2 separate regions of the Mus musculus genome follow, and region 1 is linked to region 2. A link is a contact called in public Hi-C data. All regions are on one chromosome and are shown on one strand. Each heading gives the region's core, a stretch centred on a gene start, on an enhancer-like site or on the middle of the called end of the contact. The rest is flanking DNA. Distances are from core to core; before and after follow the strand shown.

Region 1 (5,696 bases), core at 33-2,532, 240 kb after region 2:
CCTCGAACTCAGAAATCCGCCTGCCTCTGCCTTTTCCTAGCTCTGTTCACTGAAGGAATTTAAGGATATCCTCAGCTACATTGTGAGTTCCAAGACAGCTTGGGTTTCATAGGACCATGCCACAAAACAAAACAATATATTATGTGTCATGGGACTGTGGTAGTTCCTGGTGATCTTCCCATCTGTGGCCCTAAAGGCTATCATCTTTCTTGGCTTCCTTCCTCTTGCTCCCACTGAACTGCATAGTTGATATTTCCTAATTAACTTCTCTGTATCTTTACTTTGACTCCATTTAGACCAGTTCATGTCATTGTCAGGTAGTCACCAGAGAGGACTGCTCCAACACAAATTTAAGTCAATAGAAAGTCTTTATTAGGCTTTTTGGACAGGGATATCGAGAGGCAAGATGTAGCTACTAGTATCCCCCAATTTATATGGTAAATCCACCCGGATTTGCCACCAGAAGATTTAGATTGAATATGGCTTACAAGATTAGGATTCTAGTTGTTGTGCCTAGCGATTAAGTCACCATTGTTTCTGGGGAAAAAAAAAGAAAAAGAAAAAAGAAAGAAAGAAAGTCTTTATTAGCCAGCCAGTGACAACACTGGGTTTTCGGGATCCCAGTGTAGCCCTGAGCCTTTCTTGGGATGGGCTTTTAAAGCACAAACCCCATGTTTTGGGTTGACATACTTCAGCTAACAAGAGCAGTTCGCCAGAAGTGGAACTACAGAAACTAAAAAGTAAGGTTAGTTACATTCTGAGACTTTCCCAGAGCCGTGGACTTTGATGGGTTAGGCCTTTGTTTTAGTTTTGGCAGGTGATGGTGTGTTCACAATGAGTTTTACAGCCTGAATGGCATTTCCATCATGGAGTCAGTCATGCTAAGGTCTGGTGCCCTGCTACCAGAGAACAGAAAGTCAGGATGTAAGGGCCTGAAATCCAGACAGGCCTCCTTCTGAATCATGTGACAATAAATTCTGTTGGGGCCATGGCACACACCCCCCCCCTCTCCGTGTGAATAAGGCAGCCTGGCTCCTGGATGCAGGTGGTGGGGCCTCTTCACCTGGTACCGGCTCGCTTGTCATTCAAGGTTCCCTTCAGGCGTGGCTGAACTTTCAGTGGGTTTTTGGCTTGAAGCTCACCCAACAGCGAGCCGCTGACTAGAGGAACTTAGCCTTTGCTTGGGGGGTTGGGGGGGGAGGTAAGCAAAGAAGTGGTTTGGAGAGCGAAAGGCTCAGTTTGCCTCTGCCTGGTAGCCCATGTGAAAGGCGCTTGCTTCTGTTTGAGGTGCAGGGTGTCTCCGGATGGGACCAGGAAGTGGTAACTCCTTCAACCTGGCCGCCCGTTCACACCTTCAGTGACTCATTTTGATGAAACTCAACGGAACTCCAAACACCTGCACACACCGTGGAGTATTTTCAGATAGAAAGCTTCCCAGCTCCCTTCTGTACAGACCCCAGGAAACAGACCCACCAGAGGCACCAACAGCCCGAGAGAACACTGTTCCTGACTGCGCACACCTCCTTGCTCCCGTTTCTGCGCTCCTGGATACAGTAAGCACTGGCCTTGAGGGGTCCAAGGCGAGCAAGTAAAACACGCTGGGGTGACTGTTTTATGCACACCCATCAGAGGCACAAAACATATACATACATGGGGATGCATGTGTTGTGTTTTTATAAGCAGATCACTAATTTGCATATTGTGACTGATGTCAGTTTTATAAAATAAAAATTCGAGTTATGTGTGTATCTAAATTTATGTCTCCCTAGATGATAGAATTATAATAGTTTAATTGTTTTGTTTTGTTTTGTTTTTCGAGACAGGGTTTCTCTGTGTAGCCCTAGCTGTCCTGGAACTCACTTTGTAGACCAGGCTGGCCTCAAACTCAGAAATCCACCTGCCTCTGCCTCCCTAGTGCTGGGATTAAAGGCATGCGCCACCACACCCGGCTCATTTCTTTCTTTTATTTTGTAAAGAGTACACTGTAGATATACAGATGGTTGTGAACCTTGTTGGGAATTGAATTTTAGGACCTTTGCTCACTCTGGTCAGCCCTGCTCGCTCTGGCCCAAAGATTTATTTAATATTATACATAAGTACACTGTAGCTGTCTTCAGCCATGCCAGAAGAGGGAGTCATATCTCATTACGGGTGGTTGTGAGCTACCATGTGGTTGCTGGGATTTGAACTCAGGGCCTTCAGAAGAGCAGTCTGCTCTTACCCGCTGAACCATCTCACCAGCCCCCTTCCATTCTTCCTTTCTTCCTTCCTTTTTTTTCCACATTGTTTTCAGACTGCACCTTGTTTAGTAGTCTAGGCTGGCTTCCAATTCCCCAATGATTGAGCTATGGGTATACTCTCTTCACCTACTTTGATTTTTTGTTTGTTTATTTGTTTTTTTGTTTTTTTGAGACAGGGTTTCTCTGTATAGCCCTGGCTGTTCTGGAACTCACTTTGTAGACCAGGCTGGCCTTGAACTCAGAAATCTGCCTGCCTCTGCCTTCAAAGTGCTGGGATCAAAGGCGTGCGTCACCAACGCCCAGCTGATTCACTTATTTCTTATTACAAAACTTTCTGTCTCTTTCCGCCATTTTGGCGCCTATGGAGGCCTGCTGGGAACAGGACTTCTAAAAGCAAGTGTGTCTGGAAGGCTGTGGTGCAAGGCCATTTTTGCTGGCTACAAGCCAGGTCTCCGGAACCAAAGAGAGCACACAGCTCTTCTTAAAATTGAAGGTGTTTATGCCCGAGATGAAACGGAGTTCTACTTAGGCAAGAGATGTGCTTATGTGTATAAAGCAAAGCAAAGCAAAGCAAAGCAAAAACAAAACAAAACAAAACAAAACAAAAAAAACAAAAAACAAAAAAAAACCCAAAAAAACAAACAAACAAACAAAAAACAATACAGTGACCCCTGGAGGCAAACCAAACAAACCCAGAGTGATCTGGGAAAAGTAACTCGGGCCCACGGAAACGGTGGTATGGTTCGTGTCGAATTCCGAAGCAACCTTCCTGCAAAGGCCATTGGACACAGAATCCGTGTGATGCTGTACCCATCCCGGATTTAAACTAATGGAGAGTAAATAAATAAAAGCAAAACAAAAACAAAACAAAACAAAAACCCAAACAACTTTCTGTAATTGACAACGACACTAAGGACCACTCTAAATCCTTGGTCCAGAGGATGCTTCTTGAGCCAGATTGGAGACCCGCTAAGATTCCCTTCTGAGCTGGGGAAAGCCTTGCCTCCTCTAACCAATATCTTTGCTGCCCTCCAGTGGCTATCTGGGGCCGCAGCACGCCTACTGTCTCAAACTGCCTATTTCTTCTATTTCTATTTCTATTTTGTTTCCCAGGAACCCGGTTTCTTAGAACTGGCTTGCTTTTCCGAGTTTGAGGGCCATTTATATTCAGTGAGGTACTCGGGTGTGACCCTTTTCAAGATCCGGTGGAAGTGTCGATCTTGTTAATCTCCAAAAGATCCCAGCTCATTGCAGACCCGAAAGGGCCTGAGTAGTGGCGCTGAGAGCCCACGTTCTCACAGAGGAGCCGCATTTGGTTTTTGTTTAGGGTCCTGACTGCTGAAGTCCACCAAGCACACCTTTCCAAATGCTAAAGGCAGTGTTTCTCCTGAAGTAGGAGGAGGTTTCTGCTTTGGCCTTCCACTCCCAGACGTTTTTGTATCAAGCTAATTGCTCCATCTCTCTGTCCTTCATCTGCCGGGGGGGGGGGGGGGGGGGTTGTCATCATGCCTTCGGGATTTTTTTGTTTCTCTGTATAGCCCTGGCTGTACTGGAACTCACTCTGTAGATCAGGCTGGCCTCGAACTCAGAAATCTGCCTGCCTCTGCCTCCTGAGTGCTGGGATTAAAGGTGTGCACCACCACGCCCAGCATGCCTTCGGGATTTAACACACACACACACACACACACACACACACACACACACACTGTGCCACCCCCAGCCACTAGCAGGGGAGCCGAGTCGCTTTTCCTGTGGCCATGGCTCACAGACCTGTATTGTCCAACCCTGTGGGGGAATCAAGGCTGCAGTCCATCACGCTGCAGCCACAGTCAGAAATCAGAGAGGGGTGGGTGCTGTTCTCAGCTTTTCTTCTCTTTATTCAGCCCAGGACCCCAGCCCATAGAACTGTACCAACCAACCACCTCCGGGAACACAATCTAGATACTGCCGGAGAGGCTAATCTAATCTAGGGCCCAAAGCTTGTCTTGTAGGCAGATCTAGATCCTGTCCAATTGACAATATTAGCCATCTCAGAAGAGATAGCTTATCTTCATTTTGCAACCAAGAAAAGCAAGATTCAGGCAGGCTGAGTTTCCAAAGGCCGCACAGCAGCTGGACAGTAGAGTTTGATTCTGTTTCAGCTCCCAGCAGCCCCATCCTGATGGGGATGGCTCTTATTGATATATTTTAAATGAAAAAGATATTTTTATTCCCCACTCCTACTTGGTTGAAATGAGGGAGATTCCAGTTGCCGCCACAGATAGGCACCACGGAGGTGGCTTTATGCATCTCTCTTTTCATGTCTGCAGTGGTACATAGAGGCACTGTCATTTGGTAGATGGGTGATTTGGGAGGGGGAGTCCAGGCTCTTTCCATCATTGCTTCTGATACAGGCCAGGATTCCCCCTGGTACTTCTGAACTGTTCATGTGGCACTGACTTAAAACTTATTGTGTGGTCACACTTCCCTGGCAAGGAGCCTGGGAGATGAAGGCTTACACTGTGCAGCAGGCTGAGGCCCTGGGGCCTCAGACCAGGTTGCTTTCATGTCTCCTGCAATGGATGGTCTGGCACCCAAACTGACTCTCTAGGTGTGTACTGGGATAGCCCCCACCCTCTTCCTCCCTCTTACGGCAGACTTCTAATGTTTATGCTTGCATCTCTCCCAGGACACCAGGCTCCTGACTGTGGGTCCAAGCTGACTTCTCAGCCTATAAGGTTCCTTCTACAAGCAGGGCTCTGGCAACTGTGGCATGGATAAAGGTGGGCAAGCTGATGGGGGGTAGGGGGCGGAGGAAGCAGTTGATAGTGGTCTCCTAGGCTCCTCCGCCCCCACCACAGTGAGTTTCAGAATCGTGGGACAGCAGCTCTAGGAACAGGGCTAGAAAGCCCTTTGAGGTTGATTTGGAACTTCTGCTCGTTAAGAGTGGAACTGAGACCCTGTGTGTGGTCACAGGTCGTCAGTGCCTCTACACCTGGCCCCCCATGAGAGCCTCATGTAGTTGAATCCCCTCTAGTCTGTTCTGAGCCTATGTCCACTAGTGCCTAGGCTTGAACTCGTGGCCAAACCGATCACCATCGAGATACTAAAACAATGGATGGTATTTATTTGTTTAGAGTTTGTGTATTGTTCAACTCTCAACATCTTTGCAGTAGCTTACATAGGGATTGTGGTAAGAGAAAAAAAAATCTTCAGCAGAAATCCAGGCAAGTCACATGATGTCTCTGACACTCTGATAGACTCTGGGATTAACAAAATAACCAGGGTTTATTCTGGCCCAAGTCTTTACTGGAGACAGTTTTTAGTGTTTCTAAAACATTCTGTTTGTCCTTTCTCTGCCATTGTCATCAGTGAATCTGTCCTATGCTGAGATTAGGAGTGAGGCTGGGACTGAAACCAGCTTACACAGTCTCTCTTGGGGGTTCTGAGCACTCCTCAGGTCTCTGTACCTCACTA
Region 2 (5,641 bases), core at 2,197-4,696:
CATAGGATTCCTGGGAACTGTGCTCAGGGCGCAGGATTGCTGTTTATGGGACAAATTTATTTGTCTGTTCACTTATTTATGTATTGGCTTTTGAAGACAGATAGTTCAGGCTGGCTTGGAACTTTCTGCAGTCTCTCACCTCTGTCTCCTGAGCTCTGGGAGTATAGTTGTGGGCCACCAAGCCTGTCAGCACAGTGCTTTGAATTCCTACTCATGGTACCACATCTTGCTGCAACTATGTTTCTTTATGTAGGAAAGTCTGTAAGTCTGAATTTACAGTGAACTTGAACTTAGCAAGTGTGTCACTAAGTGTAACAGCTGACGACCAACTGGGCACATTACAGGTGCTTAGTAATTATTTCTTAGCTGGAGAAATGAACGAGTTACTTCAGTATTTGAACTCCTGCCTGGAAACCATGGATTTCCTGATAATATTTTATTATGAAATGATATCCATTTGGTGGAGCTTTTTTAAATCAGTAGGCCTTGCTCAATTCTGGTGAAGCCTTAGAAAATCATAAAGGTCTTACTAAGTCTTTGTTATAGTTTGAATCTGGAATGGTTTCTCAGAGAGTTGTGTGTTGGAAGCGTGCTCCCTAGATACTGTTATTGAAAAGCGGTGGAAATACCAAGAGGTGGAGAGAGTAACTTTGAAGGCCTTCTCCTGTCCCAGACCCCGGATGCTTGGCTCTCTGAGCTTCTGGCAGAGAAGAGGTGAGCAGCTTTGTTCAACTGTCAGCTTTGTTCAGATATCATTCATCTGTGATATCCCACCTCAGTACAGGCCAGCCTGTGCTACATGGAGCCAAGTGACTGTGGATGGACTGAGCCCTCTGAGACAGTGAGCAGAAACAGACCTTTCCTTCTTTAAGGTGTCTATCTCACTTATCACAATGATGGAAAGCTGGCTGTCACACTCTTCTAGAAACTGCAACTGTAACTAAGATCGTGGGGAGTGACTGTACACTGGTTTCAGAGGGCTGTTCTCAGGATGGGCAGTGAGAACCGGTCTCTGGGCTGGCCAAAGTCTGGGTCAGAAATGTCTGCATCATGTGCCAGATGTTTAATGCTTTATCGGGCTTGTCCTTGCCTGTCCTTCAGTGTGATAGTAAAGGAAAGCAACTCACAGTCTACCTGCCTTCTTGGGAGATGTTTGATCCCTGTCAGGCCAATCAGTCTTTTCCGTGGTTTTGAGAACTCAGAGCAACCCTCAGTGAGAGGGCTCAGCAGGTCATTGTGTAAGCCCGGCACCCTGGAACACATGTAAAAGCAGTAGGAGAAAAAGTTGTCCTCTGGCCTCTGCATTCAGTATGTGTAACACACACACACACACACACACACACACACACACACACACGCACTAATAATAAAAAATGTATTAAAAAGAATTTAAACTTGGAGCTGCAGGAGAACTTTTACTTGCTAGAGCCCAGAACACTCAGCCCAGGGCAGCTGTCAGCTCTCGTCTCTGTCATGCAGGGAGACTCGGCAGCAGGAGAGAGCATGGACATGAAGATACAGGAATAGAGGAGAGAGATCTGACACTCATGCTGGGTGCTGGATCCAATTATACTTAAGGCCACCTCAGCTATCTGAGCTTCCAGTTGTGACAGCCTACAAAGTCCCCCACCTTGCTTTTTCCCCTGTGGCTGATCTAAATTTCTGCCAGTTGCTATGGAGTTTTGACTACTTCTATTGCTGGGAGAAAATATACCCTTTCTTCTCCACTCCTAATGGGAAGTAGCACCAGCCAGGGAGCCTGCTAGGTGTCTCTGCTCAAACGGAGCGCTGCCCCTCAAGACCCAGACCCAGAGCTTCCTTCTATGACATGTCACTGGAAGCCTCACCGTAGACTATACTTCCTGTCTCTTACATTCTGGTGAGGATATGTGAGTAGCTTTTACTAAGGAGGTGTCAGTGAAAGTGGTATGTGTCGCTGCCTGGCTGGGAGGTACTCATCATGATCTCCCTTTTGGTTTGTTTGGACAGGGTCTCTCCACTAAGCCCAGGCTAGCCCTGAGCTTGAGACTTAGTGATCTTTCTGTCTCAGGCTCTTGAGTACTGGCATTTTAGGCTTGTACCACCATAACGGGATGAATACAAACCATACTCTCTGGGTGATGAGATTGTGTTTGCCTGGTGTGGTGTTGGGGTGGTTCTGAGGGCCTTGCCTACGCAAATACTCCACCACTGAGCTACAGACACGGCCCATACTCTCAGATTTGCTTCCTACCAAGTGAATATACAGACTTCTCGGGCCCTCAGTGGTAGTAGAGCCTCAGCTGACCAGAGCCTGGGTGCAGCCTCCTGTTATGCTTTTGATATGGAGAGAGCTGGGAGAGGCAGTGGTCTTCTCCTGTAATCTTACCTATATAGAGGCAGGAGGATAAGGTGTTTGAAGCCATTCTCAGATGCACAGTGAGTTCAAGGTCTGCTTGGGCAACATGAGAACTTGCCTCAAAACAAAACAAAACAAAACAAAACAAAACAAAACAAAACAAAACAAAAATCACTTACTCATTTTGACATTTTTGATGGCTTCCATGCTGGAGTTGCAGGTGGGGTTTCTAAGAAGTGATTAGACTGTTAGAGTAATTAATGGTTTGTCTTGTTTTGTTCTTGTTGAGACAGGATTTCTCTGTGTAGTCCTGGCTGTCCAAGAACTGGCTTTATAGATCAGGTTGTCCTCGAACTCATAGAGATCTGCCTGCCTCTGTCTCCTGAGTTCTGGGATTAAAGGTGTGTACATATAACCCCACACACATACACAAACACTCACGAATTTATTTTTTATAAAATCAGGTTGTTGGAAGCCAAGCCAGCTCCTCTTTTTTTTTTCCACTCGAGTGTCTGTATGCCCTCTTGCTTGTCTGCCATAAACTGAAGTAGCTATTGTCCCTTTCCAGAAGGTGCCATTGTGCCCCTGGTCTTGCCTCTAGGCTTGACCACATAAACCCCCTTTCTTGACTCAGTCCCCCTCATTCTGTTATAACAATAGGAACATGAATATTTTCAGGCTAAGACAGCTTAATAATTTGACTCTTATTTGCTTAAGATGTTGAAATGTGTAGGATCCCTTTGTTACGGAAACCAGCATTGCTCTATTTGATACATTTCAATGGCCTAGAGCCACCTTAATAGTCTGATGTTTTCTAAGTAAGAGGCACAAGCCAAGCTTAAGGTGCATTTTAGGAGAGGCCATGGTTTAAGACAAGAAGAACTGAACTTTGTGGTCAAATCCAAGCGATGATTTCAAAGATGGAAACACAGAGAGAGTTGGAAAGTCAGCAACCAGGTAAAGTCCAGAAGAAGCAGGGAACGGGAAGACCAAGGACAGATGTAGAAGGCAAAGGAAGCGAGACGCTTGTGGTTTGGTTTGCACGGCCGCCAGCAGCAGGGAACTGGGTGAGTCTTCTGGTCTAGAGGGGCAGGGGTGGGGTTGGCAGGAAACACAGGTTTCTGGAGGAACCATGCCAGGCATCCGGCCAGGGGAGGGGATGAGTCTGATCCTCAGACAGGAAATCAGTCATGACGTCAGAACCTGCAAGGTTTGGGAACGTGTCGGGATACAGAGCTGGAAACAGGTCAAGACAAGTGGCTCAGAACTAATAGTTGAGGTATTGTGGAAGCTCATTTTCTATGGAGTCTTGGGCTGGGTCTCTTAGGTAAAGGGAAGGAAAACAGCCAGGTAGGGATGAAGCATCACAGAGCAGCCCCATCCTAGCGCTCACTGACTACTACCAAGTGATCACACCTCTCGAAGGCCTCAGATCCTCCCCACCTCCTTTTTCAAGAAAAGCAGGAAATTCAGATTTTTATGTGAAATCCCCTGCATATTAAGGGCTGGCAACAAATTAAACATTCCCCGAAACACCTGGTTAGCCAACTAAAACACATCTGTAGGCTGAACTGACCCACAAACTGCCAGCTTTGGGCCTCAACTTAGAAGAAGTGGGCAAAGACTGAAGCATGATTAAAAAAGAAAAAAAATCTATGAAAATTGTTTGATTTTCCCTCCTATTTGTAAACTGCAAGACAGAACAGAAGGGACTTTGTGATGCTGACTAACAACACAAGGACCTCGGTCTTCAGAAGAGGTCCCAGAAGTTGCCATAGATCATCCGTGTGGTCCCTACACCGTTGCAGCATCTTCCAAACTGGCTTTTCAGCTTTGATGGAGCAAGCTGATTTTCCTTAATATTGCTATCCGGTTCATCCATTTAGAAATTCTCCCTTCACAGCTGGGTCTCCAATAAAAGCAATTTAGAGAAACAGTGCCTGAACCAAACATGACCTCGACTAACTGAATTTTATGATAGGAAATGCTTCCAGGCCAAAAACCTCAAAAAACCTCAAAAAAAAAAATAATCAAAGCTTTTCAAAGACTGGATCCAACCAGCTAAGTTTATTGACCTTGGCCTATGTCTGGGTCACAGTCATGCCCAGAGGATGTGGCAGAGGCCTAGTCTGATTCACTTAAAGGTAGTGTTTTGAGGTTGCCTATTATCTAGCTTTAAGGCTTGTGTGTCCCGATCATCCTGTTTGCCCAGGAATGAGCTATTCCTGGGATGTGGAGTTTTCAGGGCTGTATTAGTCAGGGTTCTCTAGAGGAACAGAACAGATAGAATGAATCTTTTTGTCTGTCTGTCTGTCTGTCTAGATTTAGATAAATAGATAGATAGATAGGTAGGTAGGTAGATAGATAGATAGATAGATAGATAGATAGATAGATAGATAGAGACAGGTAGATATGGGAATTATTAGACTGGCTTATAGGCTGTGGTCCAGTTAGTCCAACAATAGCTGTCCACCAACAGAAAGTCCAAGAATCACAGTATTACAGTAGTTGTTCAGTCCATGAACTGGATGTCTCAGCTGGTCCTCAGTATATACCAGAATCCCAAAGAAGTGGGCTCTAATGCCAGTGAAGGAATGCTTACCAGAGAGAGCAAGTCCAAGCAGGAAAAAAACAACAGCTTCCTTTGCCCGTGCCTTTCTGTAGGCTGCCACAGATTTCAGGTGTATCTTCCCACCTCAAAAGATCAGATTTAGGGTTGATTGGTCTCCCCACTTCAAATGGTTTAATTAAGAAAACCCCTTCACAGGTGTACTTAGCTGCTTGGGTTTTAGCTAATTCCAAATATAGTCAGGTTGACAACCAAGAATAAGCATCACAAGAACTACAAGTTGGACATCCTTGGGCAACTTATCATGACTGGTCACCCTATATCAAGAGGTCCTTTTCTTAGTGTTCACACTATGACGCTTTGACATCTTTTGACTGTTCCTGGGGAAAAAAATGACTAGGGACACAGCTCTCTTAGAGCTCCTGCCTATCATGTTAAAGGCCCTGGGTTTGGTTCTCGTACCAAATCATTGTCGTCGTCATCATCATCATCAATGACAACAAGAACAGCAACATTATCTGGTACATCGGAGCATGCCTGTAATCTCATACTTGGGAGGTGGAGGCAGCAGTATCAGGAGGTCAAGTCCCACTTTGGCTATACGAGACTGCTAAAACAAACAAACAAACAAACAAACAAACAAACCAAAACAAAGCAACAACAACAAATCCAAAAAACAAATCAAGGTTTAAGGCCAGTCTGTGCTACATAGTGAGACCCCTGTCAGAAAAATT

The links. Hi-C and Micro-C count contacts between places; a contact is called where the count stands out from the background.
Region 1: a Hi-C map of CD8 T cells shows a contact between it and region 2, with 1.9 times the contacts expected there. The contact joins two enhancer-like sites. A contact is called at or near these places in 2 of 484 Hi-C or Micro-C datasets (CD8 T cells and the G1E-ER4 cell line), 2 of 115 datasets of contacts at active chromatin or transcription factors (large pre-B cells and thymic regulatory T cells) and 1 of 9 other capture datasets (embryonic tail).

The regions. Positions count from the first base shown.
Region 1 is chr12:85,659,804-85,665,499 of GRCm38.p6, forward strand. It overlaps the pseudogene Gm33312. Among named protein-coding and RNA genes, the nearest start is that of Batf, 24 kb to the right of the region's middle. Within about 2 kb of position 1,283, at least 40 of the 459 cell types and tissues checked have an H3K27ac peak or open chromatin away from gene starts, as enhancers often do. A contact at or near this core is called in CD8 T cells, where this site is marked.
Region 2 is chr12:85,414,590-85,420,230 of GRCm38.p6, forward strand. All of the region lies in intron 2 of Gm29709 (a long non-coding RNA gene), which reads left to right. Among named protein-coding and RNA genes, the nearest start is that of Gm29709, 9.3 kb to the left of the region's middle. Within about 2 kb of position 3,447, at least 54 of the 459 cell types and tissues checked have an H3K27ac peak or open chromatin away from gene starts, as enhancers often do. A contact at or near this core is called in CD8 T cells, where this site is marked.